6 separate regions of the Mus musculus genome follow, and regions 2, 3, 4, 5 and 6 are each linked to region 1. A link is a contact called in public Hi-C and HiChIP or PLAC-seq data. All regions are on one chromosome and are shown on one strand. The core of a region is the stretch at or near the end of the contact, and the rest is flanking DNA. Distances in the headings are between cores, read along the strand shown.

Evidence for each region. A called contact is a pair of places that touch in the nucleus more often than the background predicts. HiChIP or PLAC-seq counts read pairs in DNA pulled down with a chosen protein or histone mark.
Region 2: a contact with region 1 is called in an H3K27ac HiChIP or PLAC-seq map of hepatocytes, with 21 times the contacts expected there. The contact joins the enhancer-like site here to the promoter of Col12a1 in region 1. A contact is called at or near these places in 4 of 39 promoter capture datasets (embryonic stem cells, frontonasal cranial neural crest and liver), 21 of 484 Hi-C or Micro-C datasets (the AML12 cell line, the C2C12 cell line, Sertoli cells and 10 more), 12 of 115 datasets of contacts at active chromatin or transcription factors (the NIH/3T3 cell line, astrocytes, craniofacial prominence and 9 more) and 2 of 9 other capture datasets (adipose tissue and embryonic stem cells).
Region 3: a contact with region 1 is called in an H3K4me3 HiChIP or PLAC-seq map of craniofacial prominence, with 5 times the contacts expected there. The contact joins the enhancer-like site here to the promoter of Col12a1 in region 1. A contact is called at or near these places in 3 of 39 promoter capture datasets (embryonic stem cells, hippocampal neurons and liver), 1 of 484 Hi-C or Micro-C datasets (stem cell-derived epiblast-like cells), 5 of 115 datasets of contacts at active chromatin or transcription factors (astrocytes, craniofacial prominence, embryonic fibroblasts and 2 more) and 2 of 9 other capture datasets (embryonic stem cells and pancreatic islet).
Region 4: a contact with region 1 is called in a Hi-C map of cerebellum, with 6 times the contacts expected there. The contact joins the enhancer-like site here to the promoter of Col12a1 in region 1. A contact is called at or near these places in 6 of 39 promoter capture datasets (embryonic stem cells, hippocampal neurons, liver and 1 more), 10 of 484 Hi-C or Micro-C datasets (the AML12 cell line, the HL-1 cell line, brown adipocytes and 4 more), 6 of 115 datasets of contacts at active chromatin or transcription factors (astrocytes, craniofacial prominence, embryonic limb bud and 3 more) and 2 of 9 other capture datasets (adipose tissue and embryonic stem cells).
Region 5: a Hi-C map of cortical neurons shows a contact between it and region 1, with 3 times the contacts expected there. The contact joins the enhancer-like site here to the promoter of Col12a1 in region 1. A contact is called at or near these places in 6 of 39 promoter capture datasets (the C10 cell line, cranial neural crest, embryonic stem cells and 3 more), 3 of 484 Hi-C or Micro-C datasets (cortical neurons and muscle stem cells), 5 of 115 datasets of contacts at active chromatin or transcription factors (astrocytes, embryonic forebrain, embryonic limb bud and 2 more) and 2 of 9 other capture datasets (adipose tissue and pancreatic islet).
Region 6: a Hi-C map of muscle stem cells shows a contact between it and region 1, with 2.0 times the contacts expected there. The contact joins the enhancer-like site here to the promoter of Col12a1 in region 1. A contact is called at or near these places in 7 of 39 promoter capture datasets (the C10 cell line, embryonic stem cells, liver and 2 more), 16 of 484 Hi-C or Micro-C datasets (the AML12 cell line, the C2C12 cell line, the G1E-ER4 cell line and 11 more), 10 of 115 datasets of contacts at active chromatin or transcription factors (astrocytes, craniofacial prominence, embryonic limb bud and 4 more) and 3 of 9 other capture datasets (adipose tissue, embryonic stem cells and pancreatic islet).

What each region holds. Positions count from the first base shown.
Region 1 is chr9:79,716,964-79,721,384 of GRCm38.p6, reverse strand. Col12a1 (collagen, type XII, alpha 1) reads left to right here and starts at 2,663. Exons shown (of 66, transcript NM_001290308.1): 1 at 2,663-2,966.
Region 2 is chr9:79,211,293-79,215,713 of GRCm38.p6, reverse strand. No RefSeq gene overlaps it. Among named protein-coding and RNA genes, the nearest start is that of Gm39377, 180 kb to the left of the region's middle. Within about 2 kb of position 2,188, at least 17 of the 459 cell types and tissues checked have an H3K27ac peak or open chromatin away from gene starts, as enhancers often do. A contact at or near this core is called in the C2C12 cell line, granulosa cells, hepatocytes and 2 more, where this site is marked.
Region 3 is chr9:79,231,481-79,235,901 of GRCm38.p6, reverse strand. No RefSeq gene overlaps it. Among named protein-coding and RNA genes, the nearest start is that of Gm39377, 160 kb to the left of the region's middle. Within about 2 kb of position 1,936, at least 9 of the 459 cell types and tissues checked have an H3K27ac peak or open chromatin away from gene starts, as enhancers often do. A contact at or near this core is called in craniofacial prominence and embryonic limb bud, where this site is marked.
Region 4 is chr9:79,267,941-79,272,361 of GRCm38.p6, reverse strand. No RefSeq gene overlaps it. Among named protein-coding and RNA genes, the nearest start is that of Gm39377, 120 kb to the left of the region's middle. Within about 2 kb of position 1,906, at least 25 of the 459 cell types and tissues checked have an H3K27ac peak or open chromatin away from gene starts, as enhancers often do. A contact at or near this core is called in cerebellum, second pharyngeal arch cranial neural crest and stem cell-derived neural stem cells, where this site is marked.
Region 5 is chr9:79,312,626-79,317,046 of GRCm38.p6, reverse strand. No RefSeq gene overlaps it. Among named protein-coding and RNA genes, the nearest start is that of Gm39377, 76 kb to the left of the region's middle. Within about 2 kb of position 2,131, at least 3 of the 459 cell types and tissues checked have an H3K27ac peak or open chromatin away from gene starts, as enhancers often do. A contact at or near this core is called in cortical neurons, where this site is marked.
Region 6 is chr9:79,344,163-79,348,583 of GRCm38.p6, reverse strand. It overlaps the pseudogene Aldoa-ps3 and the pseudogene Aldoa-ps4. Among named protein-coding and RNA genes, the nearest start is that of Gm39377, 44 kb to the left of the region's middle. Within about 2 kb of position 1,988, at least 3 of the 459 cell types and tissues checked have an H3K27ac peak or open chromatin away from gene starts, as enhancers often do. A contact at or near this core is called in cerebellum and muscle stem cells, where this site is marked.

The DNA of each region.
Region 1 (4,421 bases), core at 1,414-3,913:
CAATCGTTCCCAGCTCTCAAAATCCATAATTTTGATTCAGATTTCTAGTCATCCACTAGGTCGCGCTGTGTGACAAGAGATCTGTAGATCTTGAACCCCCGGGAACCCAGGACTCGAAGGGAGAAGAGGTGGGAACAGAAGAGAGGGAGAGAGAGGATAGGCCGATCCTGGGGATATGGCCACAGGAGTAAGACCCACAGGAAGCAACTAGACTCAATAAATACAACCAGCTGTGCTTCAGTCAGCAAAAACCCACCGCTTTACTGCAAACTTAACAGATTCCAAGGGGAGTTAAGAAACAAACGCACCTTTGACAGGCACCAGGTAGGAGGGGGGGTTCTAACATGTTTGTCCCCTTACTGGAGTCAAGCTTACAGGGCCCAGGAGACCAAACAATTCAGACTTTAGGCTGCGAGGATTTGAATTGCCCCATGGCCCCTTGCGAATAAGCGTGCTTGGATACATTTGTGACTGTCTCCTTCACCAGCAAGTCGCCCCCCCCCCCCCCGCCTCCCACCTAGAACCACTAAATCTTGTCCAGGGATTGTTTTTTAGAAGGCGATAAGGGCTTCTGTAGCTGTTGGTTTGCCTCACCCACCTTTCTTGCAGCATATCTTCCCCCCTCCCCCAGCCTCCCCGTTAAAAAGGACTTGAGCAAAAGGAGCCCCTGCCTGGGTGCCTGCCGCTCGCAGCTCTAGGCTGGAGAGGATGTTTGTGTCCAGAAGTCTTTTCCAATCGGTCTTCAGGCTGCAGACTGAGCAAGAGGAAGACAGGGATAGACACTCTCCACTTGTCCAGCTCTCCCTTTCTAGATAGGGAGTGTCATTGTGCTTGTGTGTGTGTGTCCTTCTATGGCTGGTGTAGTCCTTCACCTTCACAGTGGGGTGCTGGAACCATAGCCCTGGTCTGTCTTGTTGCCACCTTCCTTTACGTGTCTGGGGACCATACTGGACGCTTTTCCCTACATGTGCATGTCCTGCTGAAGAGCAGGCTTGGAAGCTGAGTTCCCTTCAGGCATGAAGAGGGGGCTCGCTGCTCCTGGGTGGCTCTGAGCATCACAGGGATGTAAAAGATCAGCTGTGTCGCATACATTGGTGTTTGCATCTTCCAGATGCGTTCACACCCTGGCTGGAGGGTCTAGGCAGACACCAGAACTGTGGAGACATGAGGGAAAAGCCTGCGCATTGTGTGGGCGCTTTGTGCAAGTTGCTCAGCGGCCTTTGAGTGGGCCCTGCGTGCTCCAAGAATGTGCAGAGGTGGTGGCCATTCTCATTTTTCTCGTTTCTTTTCTTCCAGGCTCCTCTCTTGCTCTGGTTAGCTCTGGCCAGAGGCCGCCCGTGCGTGGGGCAAGGCGCAAGGGAACTGGGAAAAAGCGTGCAGAGTTTTGGTCAATTCCAACACTAATGTGCCTAGAGCAGGGAAGTCAAATCTGCAGAGGTAAGATCAAGCATGGAAGAAAGGCTTAAGTCAGGTGTGCTCGCAACTTCTGCTACCAAGGGGCGGTCTACTCCAGGGTCTAGAGCCCTGTCCTGTTTCCAGTACCCACTAGCCCAACCCTGCTGAGGCGACGTCTCTGGGCTTCAAGGGGCGGGAAATTCGCGGAGCGAGTTCTGAGCTCACAAACGCGTGTAGGAATCCGTCTTCGAGCCCTTTCCGGATAACAACGTGTGACTACTGGACACTTCATCCCATGCGTCTTGTACAATTTGGCAACTTCAAGTGCCAGACTCCCACTGCGTCCAAGGGGTGGAGTGCCGGGAACCGGGGAGCTGCAGAAAAGAGCCCGTGTGCTGGCGGAGTATCCGGCTCCTAGTTGGCCTTCTCAGTAGCTCGCGCCTGCGTGCGAGCGTCCCCGAGCGAGCTCCTCTCCGTCCTTTTCACCTCTAGGAATTTTTTAGGGAAGAGCTGCCTGAAGCCCCAACGTGGGCCAGATTTTACTCTTAAACTGACAAGAAATTTCTAAGGAGAATAAAACTTGTTCTTAAGTGTCCCGTTGGGATGCCCCCGCCGCCCCCGCCCCCAGGTACCAATAACTTTCCTCTCCCTCCCTCCAGACTGAATCGAAGCCTCCCATCTCTATCCTGAAAAACTAGGTTAGACAGACAGGCCTGGGAAAGCCATCCTAGCCCTGAGCCGGGAGCAGGCAGGCGGCTGTCGGAGTTTTCAAAGTCGCGCCTTGGAGACTGGGAAAGACAGAGGCCCGCCGCGTGCACAGACAGTTAGTTAATGGAAAGCCTGTAAATCGGTTTTAAGTGCACCCAGGACAGAGGGGGAGGAAGGTGGACGTGGGGACGGTGGCGGCCGGAGATGCAATGGTGAGGGACAAAGGGGATGCCCATCCCGCTGCTCTGAAACGAAGATCCGTTCCCCACTTCTCCATTGTTCTTATTTTAGAAAAATAAACGTATTAAAGAAACTCGTTGGGTTAGGGAAACCCGAGCCCCCTAGCCCGCCCCAAGCGGAGGAGTCCGCGGCCTCCCTTGGCAGGGAACCCGGCTGCGGCTGTCCCCCTCTCTCCCTCCCTCCTCCCCGCCCCCGGAGGGGCATTGCTACTACGGCGATCGCCACCTCACGCCGAAGGAATGCTCGAAGTATGCACACGTTCCCAAAAGTAGACCTCCTTCACCGCCGAGGAGCATACATCACCCGTGGCAGCCTTCCACCTTCTCAGGCGTTTCGTAACCGAGTAAACTGAGAGCCGGGAACAGCCCTCTATTAAGTAGCCCGCGGCGCGGAGTCTCTTCCCAGTCGGCAAAGGCGGCCGCTGCAGACGCGTCCGCCCGCAGCTGCATTCAGTCCCCCTGCCTCCGCTCACTCTGCGCACTAGGCGCTGCTGCTGGGTGCTCCCATCGCCTTTTCCACACCGGCGGCCGCCAGGTGCTCCCGGAGCGCAGCGCCCTCCCAGGCCCGGGGGGTCCCACGCGCAGGCTGCTGGACGCCCGCTCCCTCTGTCACCTCCGGCTCAGGTCAGTCTGGCTTCTGTTCCCCACCCCAACCCCCACCCCTCGCGCCCTTTCCCAAAGATAACTGGGGAAAGTGGCTTCTTGCTTGCACCTTAACCCGGGGCTGGCAGAATGCCCAGCAGGGGCTGCTTGGCTTTGGAAGCGATTGATTAGTGTGCCCGAGATAGATCTGTGGCACAGGAGTTTGGCGGTTTCTTTGGAGTTTTGGAGGGAGAAGGAAAGGTGGCTTGCTTGTGTGCCAAGTGGGACTCAGTGTATCCATCTGTAGGGCAATGTCCTCTATAGTCTCTGTCGCTTTCAGTGAAGTGCACGGGCTGCATAGGTCGCTCTTTATAATCTGGTGGCTTTGCCAGGGACTCCAGGCTTGCAGCAGGGACTCAAGGCATTGCCAGAAAACGAAGTGAAGTACTGTACGCTCCGCGAAGAATTCCATGGAGGGCCAGTGGAAAGCGCTCCAGCTTGGGGAGACTAGGCGCTAGTGGCATCTCCAGATGCTCGGGGGAGCTGCCCTGGCTCCATCCTCCACTGCTTTCAAAGTGCTGCTGGGTTAGGCCAGCTCTCGCAGCTTCTGAGACTTCCTTTTTGGGTTCCTCCTGAATGCACTGGGATTAAGTTTTACCCAGGGTCAGTCAATGGGACCTTTGAGGAGGGTTCTCCTCCAGTCTTTGAGTGCACAGATCAGAGTGCGTGGAGTCAGTGCATTTGAGAGCAGTTGACAAATGGGACCTGCATCTGGCTTCCTCAGCCACCATCCCCTGACCAATTCAGATCTTTGGCATACACCTCCTCTCAGCTCCAAGGTTAGGGTCTTCTAAAGAATACTGGGGTAGGATTGGGGGAGGGGGGCGAAGAAACAAGTCTAAGCTCGTCCTTGGCTAGGTAGCCTTTATAGAAGACGTAGGTGACGCCTGGACTCTAGATGGGCCCACGAAACATTTGTGTGCCTGTGTGTGCGTTTGAAAAAAAAAGTTAAATTGAGAGAGTTAAGAAGTTGGCTCCTTCCAGCAAGGGGTGGGGGAGGGGCAAGTTGTCCGAAAGAGACCAGTTCCCATAGTGCCCCCACTCCGGGCAGTTGATTCATTTTCATTCATGAGGGGAAGTGAGGGAAATCCTACTGCCACGTAAGGGCTACCGCTTTCAGACATCTATGTCTGAGAATGCTCAATGAAGTGTTGCTAAGCACTCCGATAAATGTTTTGGCTAAGAAGGAGAGAGAAGTTTTTCTTTAAAACGTATACGAACGGAATTCTTGGCTGGCTGAGATGGCTGAGTTATTCATCAGATACCCCAAAGAGAAGTGATTCATTCTTGATGCTGAGACAGGAAGCCGATAGGTGGCGCACTAGACTAAGACTAGACTAACTCAAGTTTTTTGTTCACCCTTTTAACACCCCCCCCCCCCCCAAATACTGCACACCGATTTTTGTGGGTAGGTTACCACTCTTTAACTTTTCGTGA
Region 2 (4,421 bases), core at 939-3,438, 510 kb after region 1:
TTCTTTCCACTCCAGCCTAGAAACTCAGTAGTTTCAGAAACCCCTTGATCTCAGCCTCTCCTTTTCATGCTTCAGGAGCAACAGTTCCAGCCAGGGTGGAGCAGGGGCAGGGAAAGACAAATGTGCTTAGGGTGGAGGGATGAGTGAGGACAGATGAAAAGATGAAAAACCAGATTTCATACACAAACCTTGTTTATGCAGTTCTTCTCAATGGGCAGATAAAAAATTAGTTCTTTTACAACTAGCTTGGGGATAACTCTTATTTAATAACTTATTTATGGAATATTTAATTAATATGTTTATATTTTTATATTTTAATGTCAAAATTCCACAATTTAATTTCCTTGTCTAATTACTACTAAGGTTATTTTGGGGGATAAGAACAGAGTATGTTTGTATTATGGGTCATATACCTCAACTGCCATGATGAATGAAGCTTTTTCAGTGTCACTTTCTTATTGAGGAGCTTAAGTATCCTGTGTAAGCTGAAATAATGTTCTTAACTCACAGAATGTGAAGACTTTAAAGTTACGTCCTTTAGAGGAGCAGAAGGTCTACAGGATATCCTGGTGTCTTCCCAGGGATGTGTGGGGAACTGTTCATCATGGTCAGAGGACCAACAATCCCTGGAATAACAGGAAGAAGGACAAGTTAACAACTGTATTATATCCTACATTAGGATGGAGCCCTTGGTTTAATAGTCAACAAAATTAGAAATTTGGAGTGTATGTCTTTTCAATGATTTTTCCTTCAAAATTCCACTGTTTAGTGATAGTGATGTGACATGCCCTTGCTTTCTCTGCTCTTTTGCACTGAGAATGAAGTCATCAAATGTTTGAAACTTACTTTGTTGGGTGAAATGGCCTGTTGATTAATTGATTTGTGAAATTCTATCAAATCCTTCATGGTGAGACTTGGTATATATAAACACCAAAACCAAACAAACAAAAACAAAAACCTGCCTACTTTGTCAGAAGTCTTTTTCTTGACTAGAAGTGAGAAATTGTTTAATTAGGTATTTGCTTAATGAGTCCTAGTAGAATTAGGAAATTACTTGAAGGATGCCCATGACATCCCTGTTTCAAGAGAGAAAAAACATCATGGCTACAGGGGAATATCTTGTCACTGGATCATTTGTGGCCAGTAGTTTGACAAACTCCACTCACTAATTAATAAGCAAGTATTATAATACTCAAACACAGGCTTTTACAAATTTTCAAAATAAACGATGCCAGGCAGTTCTGAGTTTTTGGATAAAATCTAGACTTCAGCAGAAGTGCAATGTATCAAGCTATATATTAAGTTCAACTATACATCCAGGTAGCTACAACCCTTAACTTGTGTTTTGGTACCCTTTCCAATAGCTTGAGATCAGAAGAGTTGCCTGGAAGAGGAAAACAATGGACTTACTGGGAAATATGTGAATTGAATAGGAATCCCGTGGACTAGAACTGAGGCTAAATTCTGGCTCACTGTCTTTATGAGTATAAATATTTAAATTTCCATCCCTCTTGTCACTCATATAATTAATGAGAATAACAACTTTTCATAGGACTGTGATAGACGCAGCATGGATATTGTCTGTGGTGGACCTTGACAGATAACGAACTGTATGTAACTCTGAAATCTGGCTGTATGATGATGAATCGAAGTCTGAAGGAGGATTCACCAACTTTTCCTATAAAGGACAAAACTATAAATATTTTAAATTTATCAGATCACTTTATTTCTGCAGTAACTACATAGCTTTACTTTTATAAGAAGGATGTAACCATAAATAATGTGAATGAAAGTGAGCACTTATGCATGATAATTTGTCGAACCCTAGTGCAAAGCATCATGCCATTTTTGTAAAAAAATTAATATAATAAAATTACACATTTAACAGTATTTTAATTAATTATATGCAGAGTTACAAGTTGATATTAAATTGGCCTCCAGGAGTAGTTTCATAAACGATCAGTTTAGTTGGCAAACTGCCACTTCAAGATTGCTTTTACTAAGAAGTTATTCTTCGTGTTAATGACATTCACCACTCTACTGTTTAGTCTGATGAGCACAGTGGATGACTAAGTAGAACTAGAATCGGCCAATGCTCAAAGCGCCCTTGACAAACATCAGGGAAGTCTGGGTTCAGAAGATCAGTTTACACTCATTTCACAACAAGCTGAAAACCCAGTGGCAAAGGTCACACAAACTTTCCAGTTCAGTGACTCTGAGGATTCAAAACCTTTCCGGCTGCTTATCATTTGTCAGGGTCTGCCTCGGTTGGCAGGATTACATCTGCTATTTCACCATACACCATGTTTTAGTACATTGATGTAGTTTTATGCAATATTTAACTTTTTAAATGTTCATTTAATCTTCATTTTTGTGAGGAGCTTTTGTGTCAGCTAGTGTTATGATGTCATCAGACCAATGCTGCTCAAATTATGGAGAAACAAAAGCTCTGTCAAAAAAAAAGTTACATATAAACACAAATCATAGCTAGCTAGCTGATTCAACAAATCAAATAAAGTGTAAAAGGTAATGACTAGCAAGCCATTGCCTAGGAAGGTGAATGTAGATAATAACAATGTACTGTATGTTATTAAAAGTTGGAAAAAAAGAATAGTGAATATTTTAATTAGGGTCAATATTGCTGTGATAGAACACCATGAACAAAGCATTTCGGGAAAGAAAGGGTTTATTTGACTTATACTTCCATATCATTGTTCATCATTGAAAGAAGTCAGGACAGGAACTAAACAGAGGAGGAACTTGGAAGCAGGAGCTTATGCAGAGGGTGGGATGTTTATGTTCATGCTCTTCATGGCTTGCTCAACCTGCTTTCTTATATCTGCCCAGGGATGGCACCAAAATGGCCAGGACTCTCTCCTATCAGTCACTAATTAAGCCTTACAGGCTTGCCTACAATTGAGGATCCCTTGTCTCAGATGACTTTAACTCGTGTCAATCTGTCATAAAAATAGCTAGCACATGGGGGGTTTTCATCACATACAAAAATAATAGCTAGGGGCTGGAGAAGTAGCTAAGCAGGGAAAACTGCATATCTTGAAGAGGGTCAGAATTCAGTTCCAAGCACCCACGTCAGGAGGTTAAAGTTCAGCTCCAGGATATCTCTTCTGTACTCCCAGGCCACCAGCACTAACACATGCCAAAACCAACATACATGCACACATAATTAAAATACATATATAAACAAAAGAATGAAACTATAAATGTCTAAGGAAATGGTCATATTTAAACATGCATTGAACCATTGTGTTACTTCATTATATTTGTAATTTACTCTATGTGTCAATTAAAATAAATCTGATTTAAATTAAAACCAATACATGCATTCAGATATGGAAAATTAGATAAATATGAAAAAGGACAGTAAGTATAAGCCAGATGATAGGGAGATGGCTGAATGGATAAAATGCTTGTCTCACTAGTACCAGGACCAAATTTTGGACTCCCAAACCTATGTAAATGCTAGGAAGTGTATCAGCCATGTGTAATCCAAGCATATAAGAAGTGGAGACAGAGGATCCTTAGAACAACCCAGCTAGAAAGACTAGCCAGAATTTGCAAGCTTTGAGCCAGTGATAGATCTTTTTTCATTAAGTTAAGTTTACAGGGTTCCACGTCATACTTTCACATGTGCGAACACACACACATGCACACAAACATCATTTACATGCAAAAAACAAACACAAAACTAAACAATATGCATATTTATTATAACCTGCGTAAGAGCTTTATGAAGTTGGGGCAGGAATCAGACTGCTAAATTGAGCATCCTTTTCAGGAGATACTTTGTTCTTCTTCGAAGTGCAATTCATTTGGGGCAAACATTGATGAGTCTTCTTGAGAAAATTATTTTCAGACCATCACAATAATAAATAGTCCCTGGTAGGTTCATCTATTGTTTTTAAACCATATGTATGTATATGAGTATATACTTTTTCTCATTATTATTAGTTCTTTGAGAATCTCATACATTATAATTTGACTATATTCTCCCTGTACTTCGGTGGGTAAACTGCTTGGCACATAAGCAGGAGAACTTGAGTTCAGATCTCTAGCACTCACATAAATCGTTGGGTGTGGTGGTGGACATTTGAAACCACTGCACAGCTAGACAGACAGAAGGATCCTCAGAGTTTCTGGTGAGCGTTCCTAGCTCCAATGGGAAGTTTCAGGCTCAGTAAAAATATACTGTCTCAAAGAGTGGAATAGAAAGCAATGGTGGAAGAAATCCTAAAGTTGATCTCTGGTCTCCACAAGCACATGTACTGGTATGTACTCCCCTGTGCACATGTGTAACACACACACATACCACACACACACACACACACACACACACACACACACACACACACACACACACACCACACACATTAGCATCATCTTTAGATTAAAATTTTTGATAC
Region 3 (4,421 bases), core at 687-3,186, 480 kb after region 1:
AACTTGGAGGGCTCCATTGGATCCCTTCTCTTGTAGCTCTGGATGAGAGCACAGAGAAATTCTAGGAGTCAGGTGGACTGGAGAACACCAAGAGAACATGGCCCACTGAACAACTCAGCAGACCTCATTCCTATAGGTTTACAGAGACTGAAGCCTGCATGGGTCTGCACCACATCCTTTGTGTATATGTTATGACTGTTAGCTTGGTGGTTTTATGGAACTCCTAATAGTGGGATCCAGTCTCTGACTCTTTTGTTTGCTCTTGGATTCTTTCCCACCTGTTAAGTTGCCTTTTCCAGCTTCAGTGTGAGGGCTCTTGCCTTGCCTTACACATACACACACACACACACACACACACACACACACACACACACACACACACACACACACCCATGTTTGTGGTTGTCTCTCAGAGTCCTGTCTTTTCTGATGGGAGATGGAGGGGGAGTGGATTCAGGGAAGAGAGGTGGTAGAGGTGAAATGGAAACAATGGAGGGATGGAAAACTGTTTTAAGGATGTATTGTATGAGGGAAGAATCCATTTTCAATTTTTAAATATACATACATGTATATACATACATATATATATACACATATATGCATATAGATAATATAGATATACACATTCACATTCATATACATATAGATGAGCAACTTTGCGAGAGAGAGGAAGAGAAGGCAAAAAGCCAGCAGAGATGAAAGCTACCAAGAAAAGAAGTCTTTCTAAACATAACAGGGCTGACATACATATGAATCCATGCACTCTGGTATCATCCACAGGCCTGCATGGTCTAAGTCAGATTGTGTTCTAGCCCTGAGAGGGAAAGCAAACACAAGCCTCCATTTCTAACCCAAAAGCTACTTCCAATTGACAACCTCTCAGAAGGAAAATATTAGTTTTCTTCAACAGAGTCCTACTGTGTGTACAAACCACAATTAAGAGCAGGTCCCATGTCCAACATTAGATAGCTAAAACACATTTAATGGTATGTGTAGAGGTACTTTGGGAGTTTTTCTTTACCTTACAGGTCTTTGGCTTATATAGCATGGTTTACAATTTTGTGTTTTTGTAGGATTTGTGTTGTGCAAATGTGAGTGTCTCTGGGTAATTTGTATTTCTTGTGTTTATCCTTTGGTTCTTATTTTTCTTCTGTTTATTTTTTCCTATTCTGGTTTGGTTGTTGTTATTTTTATGTTGTCTGCTTATATTCTAATGAAACAATGTTGATTTGGGAAAGTTGAGGAAGATCTTATAGGAGTTGGGATGGGTGGAGCCTAATGAAAAATAAATCTGTTTTTCTTCCTTTTTTGTTTTTTGTTTTTTTTTCTGAGACAAGGTTTCTCTGTGTAGATATGTCTGTCTTGTAACTCACCCTGTAGACCAGACTTGTCCCAAGTCAGAGATGCCTCTGCCCCTCTGCCCCTCTGCCCCTCTGCCCCTCTGCCCCTCTGCCCCTCTGCCCCTCTGCCCCTCTGCCCCTCTGCCCCTCTGCCCCTCTTGTCTTTGCCTCAAGTGCTAGGGCTAGAGGAATACATGTAAAACAAATTGGAAGAATTCAGCATTTGACCTTAACACAGCAGCAGCATAAACATGATTGGGTAAAGTGTCAATGCTAAGAAACTCATAGAACTCAAGTCAAATTTGCTAAAGGCATTAACACTTTACTTTTGTATAATATTTCTTTTTGTATAATCTGTTACATATTCTTCTTTTGATTTATTCTAAATCACTGACAGAATATGAAATCAACCAGTTGAGCTCATTGACCATATAGACGTATGAAACAGGCTCTATCTGTCCTACCAGCCAAGGGCTGTCAACCCTGCCTGAGATTGAATGGGTGGCTTTTGGTCTGGATGGAAAAACTCTACTAGAAACCAGCATATTTGCCTGGGGAGAACCCATGGCACTTCTCAGTGTCTGTGGTGAGTACAGCCAGGGCTGATCACACCCAGTTTTGTTTTGACTAGTACCCAAGGACTCTGTGGGTACAGGCTAACAGCACACACTGAAAATAAAAAAAAAATACTAAACTCTGAAGACTGGCTTTTGGGGGTTTCACATTCAAATTAATATCTTCTTTTCTAAAGATCTAAACATTCAGAGAAATCAAAACTATAACCATCATAAATTACAACCCAGTACTTAGAACAACTCTGGGCATGTATGAGCAACCTTTACATGTTAGACAAATTAAACTGAAGAAGGTAGGGGTGTTAGAACTCAAAAGAACCCTTCCAAAAATATGTGTAATCTATTATAAATAAACAAATTCCACCACTTTACAATAATCATCATGAATTAAGCTAAAATGATAATCAGTAAAGTAGAAATTCTTTAGCTAAAAAGCCCCAAAAAGCTGCATTCAAACGAAAAAGCTAAGAAATTACATATGTGTTACTTAAAAATTCTGCTCTCTGTGTTTTAAATAAGATGTCGTAGAGTTGTTTGGGTTACAAAAAGTTTTCTACTATCATCAGTTAACAGAAAAGTAACAGCACAAAACCTAGGCCTGGTGGAGTAGACTTGCTTCAGCTTAAGTACAGAAGCCCAGCTTGTTCTTTGCCACTGAATCAAATTAGGAGCAGCTGGTAATTGGGACCAGATGAAGTCTCAAGGGGAGGAGATGTAGGACATTCCAAAGTGAACACTGAACATTTTTCCACAAAGACTAATGTCAATTAGTACGACATAGTATTCACTGCAATTACACATGGCAACTGAACTACCTTGAAAATGAAGCAATTCGGTTGTGGAGTGGACATAATACCAAATTTGGGGAAGTTTAATAGCCATCAGTGCCTTTATGCATACTTTGTGATGCTTTGATGTGTTCTCTTCTACAAGGGCTTGTATCTCTACACAAAAGAAGGAGCCTTTGTCTTTTTTTCCCTTTATTCAGATTAATCCCTCAGTTTCATGGAAATTAAGTTTGTTTAGTTAATGCAATAAACGTTCAGATAAGTGTAAATAGTAATGCTCACTTGCCATTGCTTTCATATATCCCATCCCCCTGCTTCATCATCCCTTCTTCCTTTACACAAACAAAGCGTCAGGATGTAAGTTACAGTATTCTCGATGTTTATAATCTAGAAAAATACTTTTTCAACTTTAGAGCAGAAATACTTGATGCCCATTTATTCAGAAGGCTTACAGAAGCAGCCACATGAAAATACAGGGGTCCCCCCACCCCACTCCCACATTTGCCTTTTGTAGGAGCCTATGCAGCTTTATCTGTAGTGATTCTGACCACCAGTGTCAGAAAGATCAAGTCTGTTATGGATAGATTACTCTGAAGGAGAAGTTACAGATGACCAATCCTTGTGCTATTAAGCAGATCCTTAAAAAAAGCATGTCCTGCCTGAGAAACAGTGGGGCAGAGATAATTAGGGACAGGTGACAAGAGGAGAGAAAGGATACACACCCTGAGATCCTTTGATTGTTAAACCAAAGATACAACTTACAGGTTTTCCCTAATTTTTACTAAATGTTCTTGCTGGCATTTGGTCCATTTTACCCTGCTGCTTATTTTATGTAACTTTTTTCTTTAGTTTTTTTTTATTAGATATTTTCTTTATTTACATTTCAAATGTTATCCATTTTCCTGGTTTCCCCTCCGAAAACCCCTTATCCACTTCCCCCTCTCCCTGCTTCTATGAGGATGTTCCCCCATCCACCCACCCACTCTCTGCTTCCCAGTCCTGGTATTCCCCCACACTGAGGCATCAAGCCTTCACAGGACCAAGGGCCTCTCCTCCCACTGATGCCCAACAAGACCATCTTCTGCTACATATGTGGCTGGAGCCATGGGTTGCTCCATGTGTACTCTTTGGTAAATTCCTGGGAGCACTGGAGGTCTGGTTGGTTGTCATTCTTGTTCTTCCTATGAGGTTACAAATCCCTTCAGATATACCTTGGTCATGGATTGGCAGGATAATATAATAAACATGGATATCTTGCTGAAAGCAATCTACAGGTTCAATGCAATCCCCATCAAAAAAGTAACATTTTACTTTGTATTCCTATCTCCTCTGTGACCCCAGGATTCAGGCCTGTTTCCCATAATTTATACAGAAGTTATAACTTATGGCAGAGATTGTAAACTAAATATAGTAGTCAAGCTGTTATTGAGTAAACATAGATGTTTGTAAGTAGACGACCTTCTACAGAACCTGGGTGTAGGTTCTACATACCTTCCCTTCTCTGAATAAAGCTGCTTCTAATTCAATGAATTCATCTATGCCATATCAGAGTGGGAACCAGTGGCTCTATGGGTGTTGATTTTAAAAAGATTTTATGATGTATTAAAATTTCAAACTTGTCAGTATTGGTAGATATATTATAAAACATGAACATTGTACTTCTTTTACCTGAAGATACCTTATTTTCACCAACTTGTTTGATAATTTCAGATGCATAT
Region 4 (4,421 bases), core at 657-3,156, 450 kb after region 1:
ACTGAGTCACCAACCAAACAGCAGGACTGAGGACCCAGCACATAGGCCTGCCTTGTATTGACACAGTGGGAGACAATGTGCCTAACCCCGTAGAAACTTGATGTGCTAGAGAGGGGCGATATCTGGGGGCCAGCACCCTCTCAGAGGAAAAGAGGTGGGGTAATGGGGAGAGTCTCTGGGGGAACTGGGTGAGGGGACAGTGTTTGGGATATAAATAAATAAATAAATAAATAGGATTTTGAGATACATTTTCCAAATCAGGGAGGGTTTTGTGGAAGTGATTACCTTCTTTGTGCTCAGACCAGGTCTCACAGAAAGAAGGGATTCCTGGAAAGAAATGGCCAGGGAATCAGAGGCCAGCCAGGGCCAGAAAGGAACCTGTAGTAAGTGACCAGTAGTCACAGAAAAGCTGATGGAGTATTCTTTGCACTGGAATCCTATAGTCACAATTTACAAAGCTGCTGATAATAAATTTCTTCCTTTATAGAAGCTATGTTGTTTTTCTCTAGACCTGTGCAATGAGATGGTCCACAGGTTCATTGCATGTATGTCCTATGGCTTTAAGTGTGTTGAAACTGTTGCTTCTGCTTCTCAGAGAAGAGCCAGTTGACACTGGTGTAAGCAAATGGATTCCTGGATTGTTTCTGTGTATCATAAGTGTGCCCTGACCCATCAGACCAGACAGAGTCAATAAAACCCTAAAGATTTTAACACAGTTCAGGAAGATGGGAAACTTGGATATGGAATTTTGATTCTTCCTCTCTAGAAAGGTCAGACGTTTTGTCATGGTTTCTTCAAACCAGTAAACATGAATTTAAAAAGAAAGCTTCCATGGAATAAACATAAATGTTATGGGAATTTCCTTCCAAGTTAACTTCCAAAGAAGTATTTACAAACACATGACTTTGAGATAATGCCTTTAGTAGCAATGGAAATGGATTTTGTTAATCGATGTGTTGCTATACTAATATGTACTCCATATGAACAAGTTATGGGGTATCAAAGTCTTCTACAGAACATAAAATATGAGCTGGATTGTATAACATAGAATTCATATCCAGAGAAAAAAGTGAATGTAATTAATGATGCTTAGATTCTTCGTTAGAAAAAAATTAAGATGTGTCTATGACAACTCAGTGGTTAAGAATACTGGCTGCTCTCACAAAGAACTCCAGTTCAGTTCATGTCAATCACGTTGTGGCTCATAAACATGTGTAACTCCAGTTCCAGAAGATCCAATGCCATATTCTGGCCCCTACAAGCAGCAAGCTTGCATGTGGTGCACATATATGAGATAAACACTCATATACATAAGATGATATGTATATACATGATAAAGACAATGATACATAAATAAAAGTTAAAAAATCTTTCAGAAAGAATTCAGATGGTGAATTCAGGTTAGAATTTCTTTCCTTTTGGCAATTTCTGTTATACTATGAGCCTTTCTTTTGCTGAATTAATCTTAGGTTATGGGATAAAAAAGTTTCTATTATGGCTATTACAGAGTTTAAGGAGTGTTGGTGGCTGTCTGCCTATATCAAGCTGTAGACGTTTTTATAGCAACTATAAATATTAGGTTTTTTTAGTGCCAACAAATAAAATCCAGGATGTCCTCTCACTATATTTCCCTGTTCTTTCTAAAATTTTGCCTGCATTTTTTCAAAGGCTTATCATGGTAACTGACAGGCTCTATCTTTAGCCTTGTCTAAAATTCCTTCCATTATCTCTTACCACAATTTCCAAAGATGAGACGCCTTAACACCTACTAAGGCCTGAGCACATTCCTTGGCTACTAGGCACAGAGAGCAAGAGTCAGACTGGCTATTTCTCCATGGATACTGGATGCTTCTTGATGATTGACAGTTCTCTGGCTCTGCCTGCTCTGCACTCCTTGGTCAGAAGCCAGGTTTGGCAAGTCAAAGGAGTCCCTTGGCAAACCAGTCTGCACAGGACTGAAGAGGACATCAAACAGTGTAGTCCCAAGCGTCTGAACTAATCCCCTGGTGCTGAGACTGAGACAAGTGTAGAATCAAAGCATGTGAGCTCCATATAGAAAACATGTTTTTCAGCTTAATAAAGCAAACAGCAGGACACAACAGCTAAAGCAAGGTTCCTACAGCTGGGCAGGATTTCTTTTTTGGCTTTATCCTAAGAAAACCATTGCCCAAAATAAGATCCCTATTCTGTAGTGAGTCAAACTCAATTGCACTCTTGGTCCTCGAGTTTGACCAGTTTCAAAAAACCAGAGCTGGAAAGAAAGGATGAAGGAAACCAAGAGCTCACTCAAAATAAAGACTGGAACAGTCATGCTTCCCCGGCTGCTTTGCTGACCCAGCTTCTCCATCACGAAGCTGGCTTGACTCGGAGGGGTCCGTTTACAATGAGGTGAATGAAGAGTTGGCAGTCTGGTTCTCACTTACTGTAATTGAGTCAGACAATTAAATTGCCTCCCAGTTACTGAAAATGTAAACCACATACACCGTATGTAGGTCACAGCATTCCAGTGGTGCGTGTCCAGTATAGTGACTTAATGGCTGGATATGGAGGACGCGATTTTTTTGAGTCAAAGCGGCAGAGCACGCTGGCTCAGCAGATGCACATACATGCAACAAGGGCGACACCAAGGGTCTGCAGCTTTGGAAGACAGGAACCAGTGTTCGTGCACAGGCACCCATGCAGACAGTATAATGTGTCAGCTGATCATTGTGCTGTAATTTTTGAATAGCTTTTCTCAAAAATCTTAAAATGAACTCTGTTTTTAAAAACCTCCAAAAGAAACCATCCACATATCTTCTCCAAACCAAAGTTATACTGAGTGATGTAAAACGACCCCTTTGGCACCAACAGAGTAATGGAAATATGACTGATCAATAACCTTACTTCAGTGTGTGGTATTATGCAGCCTTTGGAGAACAGAGATTTCGCCATGTCAGGAGAACTGGGAGAGAGGGTAGATCCTATGTGTAAGTAACTTCATTGTATGCTGTCAGTTGATTATTGTGATATAGAGGATCATGAGAAGCAAAGGAGTTTGGTAAATGTTGTCCTTTGGGACCAACATCTTTCTCACATCTGCCCTTCTTTAGAGAATGCCAACTGTAGACTACAGAACAGCTACACTTAAATATTTCGTTTTTCTTTGTATCTCCGTTGCAACTTTCCAGTTCTACAAGCTTTGAACCTCTGTCTTCATGATCAAGTGATGCACACTGGGACTCAGAAGCTTTTTCGCCACTCACTGTAGACAGAGTATCTTTGCTGCATTTTCTTGTTTTCTCTTATGTTTGCTCTATCCAGGGCTGCTGCCTACCAATGCATCATGGATTTCCATCTCAGGCCTTGTGTGCACACTTGACAAACAGTGCTCATGGAATTGTGTTAAGATTTAATGAGGAAATCCAACATTGCTCTGATGGGTTTGCTCCCCTCACAGCCCTAGTTCTCTTCTGGATGTTTTGCTTATGAGTTTACGTTCAACAGCACCACACACTTCCTAAAACCTTTGGGAAGAGCAAATATAAACCATAGAATCTCTCTGCTTTCTGCCACTGATTTGTACTGTGTCCATATTGTCACACCAATTTAGAGAAGCTTTCAACTCCAGGGATGTGTATGCATGCTGGATGAAACATTTTATGAGCTGTCTAAAAGAAACCTTCTTCTTAGGTTTCCCTCTGAGTGTGAAATCAAAGGCTCCATGAAAAGGATCTGTACTGGACACATTGATGAAAGAAAACATTGAGGAAAAAGAGGCTTCCTGCTAATTACAGTTCCCATCAAGTCATCTGTATTGTAAACTTCTGGTTTAAGATATGGATTGTATATAGATATAATATGTGGCATCCCAGAGAACTGATAAAATAACATGAGTAAGATGTATATAGCACTCTGACAAATATTCACACAAAGCATACAAGTATTAGAACATGTATTACGTGTGTGTGTAAGCTAGAGGTTGAACACGGGTGCTTCTCAGTAGTTATTCACCTGCTTTTTGTTTCTGCTGTTGCTGTTTTGAGACAGGCTCTTTCATTAGTGTTAGACACTGCCCACATTCCAGAAGCGTTCTCACCCCCCCCCTCCAGGCTACTTTCAGTGATTCAGGGCCATGTCACCATCCATTGCCAGATGTGACATATTTCCGCTGTCTCCACAAGTCATGTACCTTTACAAAGACTCTGACCCCTTTTCTCTCTCTCTCTCTCTCTCTCTCTCTCTCTCTCTCTCTCTCTCTCACACACACACACACACACACACACACACACACACACACACACACACACACACACACCAGCTAAGGCTTGTCCTTTCCTCCAATAAATCTTTCATATGAGATCTGTTGCATGGTAAATTCTCATTCTTTGGCCCCTATCTGCCAATGCAGCCCTTCACTACAAAACCCTAACAACCAGGCCTTG
Region 5 (4,421 bases), core at 882-3,381, 400 kb after region 1:
CATCTTCTTGAACCTGATACCCTACTAGGTGCTGGGGACACACTTGTGATTAAAATAGACAGTGATCTAGAACTCAGTGTATGCAGGCCAGCAGAAGAGGAAAAGTAGCTAGCAATAAAAAAAGACCAAGTTTTAAAAAATGATGACTAACACTTGTCTCTCTCTCTCTCTCTCTCTCTCTCTCTGTCTCTTTCTGTGTGTGTGTGTGTGTGTGTGTGTGTGTGTGTGTGCTGTGTGTGTGTGTGTGTGTGTGTGTGTGTGTGTGTGTGTGTGTGTACCAAAGGATGTATGGAATTCAGATAGAGTACATGTAACAAAGAAACATGAATAAAACATGGGAAAGTGGCAAAAAAGACTAAAGGGAAGATACACCAGAAAGTTGAAAATGAGTGACAGAAACATGAGAACAAACTTTTAGAAGGAAAAGTGAAAGAAACAGATTCTATGTGAAAGTGTATTATATACACAAATAAAAAGTTGAACATGGAGATGAACACAGACAACTACAATGGGTGCCAAAACAACACACATGTATTGTTTGGGAGGGCTAATTTAAAGACATTATTTGCTGGGCATAGTGGCAGATGCCTTTAATTCTAGTCCCTGGGAGCCAGAGGCAGGTGAAACTCTGTGAATTCAAATTCAGCCTGGTCTACATAGTGAGCTCCAGTCAGACAAGGATGCATAAGTCAGACCCTGTCTTAAAAACAAACAAATAGAACAAGCTAATAACAGCAAAACAAAACAAAACATCTGCTTTATTGCCTCTCCCATCAGCAAATATTATTTTCTTTCTCTCATAATGAGGGCATCTGTCATTTTATCCCTTCAGTTCACAGCTGTAGGAAACCCACATTAATACTGCTTTTCTGTTAGATCCCTCTCATGACAAAATGGTTGATGAGAAGGAAACTGCATGCCTCCTCTTGTGTTCACACAAGATTGTTTTCCTTCATCGGATACTCCATGTACACCACTGTGTTGATAAGATTGTTTTTCCTAGATGGAAGCAGATTGCCTTATTGAAGGAGTGTGAACATTTAAATATGCTAAGTATAAATAGAAGTATAGAAGTATTAGATACACTGAAAAATACACTTCATCAAGACTGCCAAATAAAATGCTTCTCTCCATTCTCCCAACAGCTTACACTTCTGTTCTATAGCTCTAAAACTTTTCTAGAATATTCACTTCGTGCTGTACAGTACTCGGGTGCTGTATCCTTACAGAACATGCTGAATCCCACACCCGATGGGGCTCCATCAACGTCATGGCTCATGAACTCAGTGTGGTTTGCTCAGACTACCACCATCTAGATTGTGTCCTTTACATTCTTCTTCGTGGTATCTCAAGTTGTTCACATTTTGAGACTTCTGTTTTTTGAGCCTCAAGCTGCTGACCATTTAGTTACTTCTCCCCCTTTGGCATCTCACAAACAGCTCAAACAGTCATTATAGTCCTTACTGCATTTCTATGACTTTCTTGAAAGTGCTTTGGATGTCAATGCAAGACAGTTAAGAAACATCCTCTCAATCTTGAACAAAAACTGTCTTTAAGGTAAAGTGGCTAAAACAGAGGCTTTGCTTCAAGGGGAGCTCACAGCGTAATACATTCTATTACATTCTAAATTGTTTCCTAGATGTTCACTGTAATAGAAACCCCATGGCACCAGAAGCAGATCTAACTCAGATATGTACAATAAGCACAGAGAACATGTGCACACAGAAAAGTTCTGAGAGGCTCATAGTTGCTGGGCCTCCTTGACCCTTGCAGAGCAAGTGACTAACCGAAGAATTTCTCCCAGGATGGTTTACTCAGAGCTTTAATGTAAAGAAGGCTTGAAAGACTGTATGCAGGACCATAGCATGCCATGTTTGTATAGATATGGATTTTTCCTAGTGCTCTTTTCTCTGTATATCTTCTAGATTTATGGTGTTTTGTCATCTGGGATCACACGAAGAGTCAGCCATTACCGTCATTACCCAATTCATGGAAAATGAAAAGAACTACATGTACTTTTCTTACACCAATGAAATAACTCAGATTCTACACTCTTTTCATTTCCTCTTTTGTACCCACACAGTCATGACTACTACTTCTGTTCAGATCACCCTGGAAACAGGTACTAGGCAACATGAAGCTACTCCTGTTCTCAATACTCCTGAAATAGCTAAGCTAACCTACCCATACCCATTTGCCTTGCCCCTCCTATTCTTTCCCATGGATACTACACTAAAGGTTCTTCTCTATGCTTTTTCCCTCCCCTTTTGCTTCTTGAACTATCCTAGGGCTTCTTTTGTGGCACGTGTGGTATAGTTGGCTCTCCCTCTTGGGAGATATGAGTAACTATTCCTAGTGAACTACCTTTCCAGCGACAGCCATCACCAATCTGCTGGTTCTACTATTCTCACAAAATAAAACTTGTGCACTTAAAATAGTTAATGCCAAATCAAAACAACCCTGAGATTCCACTTCACTCCAGTCAGAATGGCTAAGATCAAAAATTCAGGTGAGAGCAGATGCTGGCGAGGATGTGGAGAAAGAGGAACACTCCTTCATTGTTGGTGGGATTGCAAGCTTGTACAACCACTCTGGAAATCAGTCTGGCAGTTCCTCAGAAAATTGGACATAGTACTACTGGAGGATCCCGCAATACCTCTCCTGGGCATATATCCAGAAGATGTCCCAACCGGTAAGGACACATGCTCCACTATGTTCATAGCAGCCTTATTTATAATAGCCAGAAGCTGGAAAGACCCAGATGCCCCTCAACAGAGGAATGGATACAGAAAATGTGGTACATTTACACAATGGAGTACTACTCAGCTATTAAAAAAATGAATTTCTGAAATTCCTAGGCAAATGGTTGGACCTGGAGGGCATCATCCTGAGTGAGGTAACCCAATCACAAAGGAACTCAAATAATATGTACCCACTGATAAGTGGATATTAGCCCAGAAACTTAGGATACCCAAGATATAAGAGACAATTTGTAAAACACATGAAACTGAAGAAGAACGAAGACCAAAGTGTGGACACTTTGCCCCTTCTTAGAGTTGGAAACAATCACCCATGGAAGGAGTTACAGAGACAAAGTTTGGAGCTGAGACAAAAGGATGGACCATCTAGAGACTGCCATATCCAGGGATCCATCCCATAATTAGCCTCCAAACTATGACACCATTGCATACACTAGCAAGCGTTTGCTGAAAGGACCCTGATATAGCTGTCTCTTTTGAGACTATGCCGGGGCCTAGCAAACACAGAAGTGGATGCTCACAGTCAGCTATTGAATGGATCACAGGGGCCCCAATGGAGGAGCTAGAGAAAGTATCCAAGGAGCTAAAGAGATCTGCAACCCTGTAGGTGCAACAACATTATGAACTAACCAGTACCCCGGAGCTCTTGACTCTAGCTGCATATGTATCAAAAGATGGCCTAGTCGGCCATCACTGGAAAGAGAGGCCCATTGGCCATGCAAACTTTATATGCCCCAGTACAGGGGAATGCCAGGGCCAAAAAGTGGGAATGGGTGGGTAGGGGAGTGGCGGGGAGGGTATGGGGGACTTTTGGGATAGCATTGGAAATGTAAATGAGGAAAATACGTAATAAAAAATATCACATTATTGAGATTGCATGGTGTATCATTGCTACCATATCTAGAAGATATGATCTCCCAGTAGAATTTCTAGTCTTCTGGCTCATACAACATGTAAGCCTCTTCTTCTATGAATTTCCCTGAGCCTTAGGTATGGGGGCTATGATGTAGATATATAAACTGGGACCAGACATCTCAAGTTCAGTTGTTCCTACCATTTGACCTTGCTGTAATGGTCTGTGTTTGCTGCTATATTAAATAAATAAATAAATAAATAAATAAATAAATAAATAAATAGCTTGTTAGATGAGGAGTGAGAGCTACTCTTATCTGTGGTTATTATGATAGATGTTTAGAATTCAGTTAGGAATTATACTTGCCTAGTAAAACACAGGTAACAGGTTTCCTTCTAAGATCCATGACTAGCTCCAGGTAGTTGTCTAGGTATGAGGCATGATTTCCATTCATCTTAGTGAATCTTGAGCCTAATAAGAAAGTAACCACCAAGACATACATGTCACTACTGCACCTTGAAGGAAATATTACCATGCCTATGATTGTTATTGTTCATAGTTGTCAAAGATCGGTAGGCTTATTTTTATCTTTATTTTCCTGGCAGCTTGAATATAACTTTCTGGTACCATGAAACTTAGTCCTCAGTGAAAAGTCTTTCAGGTTGTATTCAACTTGACTCCTTCAATTTCTGTGCTGAAGTGTGCGATATCATCATCAATAGGGACTAGGGACTTACACATTCTAGTAGGCAAACAGTACATGGCCTTTTTAACTTTCCAGCCTGACTTGATCAGTTTGTCTTCTCTCT
Region 6 (4,421 bases), core at 739-3,238, 370 kb after region 1:
GTAGCCAAGCTAAATGAAACATCAATGATCTGAAATTATTTGAAACTTCACTTAACAAAATTCCATTAAGTGCATGTAGGGATTTCTGTGTGCCAAACATGATGGTCTGGAGGTAAATAGAAAGGTATGACTTGGCTTGCTTTTCCAAGAGAAAGTGGTTATAACAACAAATGATGTCAGAGCATCATTTAATAAATGGACTTTCATAGAGGTCATATGGATATAGTACATACCAAAAATACCTGATTTACTTGGGAAACAACTACATTATATTGCTTAAAAGAGGGCTGAGCTGAATACACATAAAAAAAACTTTTAAAAAGAAGGGGGAAGAGCCCCACTCAGAGGTAAGATGCTTGTAAGGCACTAAGGGGCCACAGCGCTGTACTGAAATGATGTGATAAATGGAAAGAGGTATCAATTATAGGTGAATCCATTCTGAATCTTCAAAGGCCCAGAGTGTACATTACATAGGCAAGATGGAACTCACGCAGTGTGTAAGATCCTTGAATTGTTATGTGCATTCCAGTATCAGTCAGACTTTCTGGACTACATATATAATTTATTTATTTGAGAAACCAATAAATAAATAGATGAATAAATAAAGTGAAAGTTTTTTTTTAATTAGTATTTTTCAAATATCCATGACAGTTCCTGACAAAGAGGTCTCTCATTAAGTACATGCGAATTGGATAATATGTGATACTAATTAGAGTCAGAAATTTCAAAAGAATGGGGCAAGAAGAATTTAAATGTAACTTGTCCAGGTCCTCTAGGTGGATGTGCTTTGTAAGTCATTAGTATGGAATAATATATACATTGAGACAAATCTATAATGAGGTACAAATTTGTACTTCTCCCCCACCTCTTAAATAGTTGTTTATTGGCAGTGGGCTGGAAGGGATAGCAGGATTAGCATTCACAGACAACACACCGAACACGCACACACAAGGGCAGCAGCAAGAGTGATGGAAGAGGGCCTGGAGGCCCCTCTTCAATAGCAAGTGAATAGGCAGGGGCCTGGGGTGTTGATGGAGCAGCCTTAGTTCAGCTCTGGTTAGTAGGCATGGTTAGGGATGAAGAGAGATTCACTGGCTGAGGCTCCAGATTGGCCACTTGGGATATTCTTTCTTTGACAAGCGAGGCTGTTGGCCAGGTCTCGCTTGATGTACTCCTCCTGCGCTGCCTTCAGGTTCTCCTTCTTCCCACTCCAGGCCTTTGAAGCAGAGGCCTGCAGGGCTCGGCCATAGGATAAAGTCAAGGCCCGTGGCTTCAGCAGCAGACACTTATTGATAGCACTGCGGTTGATGGTTGCCTCTTCCTCACTCTGCCGTCCAGACAGGAAAGTGACCCCAGAGACAGCAGGGGGCACTGTCCAAGGAAGTGCTGGGACCATTGCCATGGCAATTTCCTCATTGGAAAATTTCTGGGTGACCATGTTGGGCTTCAGCTATGTGACTTCCGGATAGACATGGTGGTCGCTCAGAGCCTTGTAGACAGCTGCTAGTATCTTCTCGGTTACTTACTGGCAACACTTCAAGTCATGGTTTCCATCAGGGAGAATTTCAGGCTCCACAATGGGTGCAATGCCATTCTGCTGGCAGATGCTGGCATAACGGGCCAGAACATTGGCATTTTCCATGATGGCAAGGGCTGAGGGAATATGTTCCCCAATCTTTAGCACACAGTGCCACTTGGCAAAGTCGGCTTCATCCTTCTTATACTGGGCACAGCGTTCTGACAGCCCATCCAGCCCTTGGGTAGTAGTCTCGACATTGGTTCCTGCCAGGGGCACCACACCCTTATCTATGCATAAGCTTCGTTCTTTTGGAATGTGCATCAGAGCGAGGTTCTGGTGACCCTAGCCGTGTTCTCTCCTTAAGTCCTTTCGCCTAACCATCAGCGTACCCGGCAGACTCACCCCATCCTGTTCCAGGAAAGTTCTGCCACCGGCACTATGCCTTACCCATACCCAGCACTGACCCTGGAGCAGAAGAGGGAGCTGTCTGACATTGCTCACCGAATTGTGGCTCCAGTCAAGGGCATCCTGGCTACAGATGAGTCCACTGGAAGCATTGCCAAGAGCCTGCAGTCCATTGGCACCGAGAACAGGCGTTTCTACTGCCAGCTGCTGCTGATTGCTGATGACCATATGAATCTCTGCATGGGGGGGGGGTGGGGGGAGGGGATGATCCTCTTCCACTAGACACTGTATCAGAAGGCAGATGATGGACATCCCTTCCCCCAAGTTATCAAGTCCAAAAGGTGGTGTTGTGGGCATTAAGGCAAATTTGTACTTCTAAGAGATTTTATTTGATGAGAAACAAACATCATTCAAATACTGATAGCTAACTTTTAAAAGAATAAAGAGGTGTTAGTTTTATCATTTTTATTTGATTAAACAAATATAATTTGTAAATCTGCTGGGCACATATACATGTTGGTACATTACAATACACTGAGGAAGAAGGAAGTACTGGAGTATTATCATCAAACTGCTCAGGAGCACTCTAATTCTTGCCTTGGTATTTTAATTAATTTTTCTTAGGTAGAAGTGAAAGGAGTACAAAATTTCACAGTACACTCCTATGAATGTACTTAACAAATTTCTTATTAAAGCTCAGAAATGCAGTGTTTCATTATACAAAGTTGCAACATTTTCTTCTGCTGCTGACCGTTAGCTTTTCCGTCCCTAGCTGGAGCACCACATGGAGACTGTGGAAATGGAAATTGGAAGCCAGGAAAGTATTAAGCCTGGGGTGACATTTTAGACCTCAATTGTAATAACAGCTTTGAGCGTATGTTTTAATTCCATCATTTTGAGTAGAATTAAAAAAAAATACCTCTCAACTATGTTATCTGGACTTGTACTTGTTAGTCACTGTCTTCACACTGTTCAACGCAGCCATTAGGGCATTGTTTTTGTGGGTGCAACAAGATGAAAACACTTGAAAGTTTATTAAGGCTTTAAAAGTTGAGAGTCTTTGTAGCAAGTGACCCCCAGCACCATTTAATGTTCTTTTAAAATTTCTATTTTGGGGGCTGGAGATGTATGGCTCAGTTGTCAGACCATTTACCTGGCATCCACAAAGCCCTGGCTTTCATCTCTGCTACCACATAAAATCAGACACAGTAGGGCAGATGTTGTAGAGAGAGGAAGACAAGAAATTCAAACTCATTCTCAGCTGCTTAGTAATTTGGAGACCAGCCTGGGCTACATGAGGTCCTGCTCAAAAAAAAAGTTTTATTCTTAGTTTTAATAGAACCCCAGCATGTTATTCTGAACCAAGCCTTATGGTTGTTAATTATTATTACTTTCTTCCTCTTTATATTCCAGAGAACATGGAACCCAGATTATTTGTCTTAGTGAAATCACGTAAAATTAGGTAAAAATATTTCTGACTTAGAGTGTGGAACGTATGCTTCTACGAGACGCACCATGTGACTGAATAGGTGAACTCAATAATTCTCTTTGTTGTGGTTCCTGTTTTTGTTTTTCCTATTGATGTTGATTTTTGAGACACGGTTTCTCTGTGTAGCACTGGCTGTCTTGGAACTCATCATGGAGACCAGGCTAGCCTTCAACTCAAAGATCCACCTGCCTCTGCCTCTTGAATATGGAAATAAAGGTGTGAACCACCACCACCCAGCCACTCATTGATTTTGAAAGATTCTACTCTTCTTCTCAAGGGTGGGGTAGATTCCAGATAAGTCTAAATAGCAGTCCTGAAGTATTCAAAAGAAATGCTGTATATGTGCTGTCATTAGCTTGATGTTTGCACACATGCACATTTGCCAAATGTAATTCTAGGGATATTTGAATGGATGCAATAGAAAAAGAAACCTGACTTGCAAAGTGAGGACTGCTAAGGAGGGAGAAACAGAAAGAGGATGAGAAGAAAAGCAAGAAAGTAACTGGTACAAATCCTAGACCTTATTTGAAGCACCAGCTCTCCCTCCCCAGACTATTCCTGCCCAAAGTCAAAGTCTAGAGGCATCCACACGGACTGATGAGATGCAGGTGACATGGCCACTCTATGATGGGGGCCCCAGACTGTGCACACCACTCAGCAAGCACTGATGAGCAGGATCTTGGAAGGGATTCATGTGGAACTTATTTTCAAATAAATCACCTTATGATAAACAGAAACCTGTCTCTTTGATACAACATTGGATGCTCAAAGAAACAAAACTGAGAAAAATAAATAAATATCAACCAAGATTTGATTTACTATATAGGCTATCAGGATTTATATATAGCTTCATAAATACAGAAAAAGTGCTGAAAGTAATACAGGAATCCACATGCAGTTCATGTGATCATTGCAGATTGATCTTTTACCCTATTTCTCTCAAGCTGTTTTAGTTTTACTTTTTATTTATTCTTTGAAAAGTTCATACATTTACACAATGTATCCATT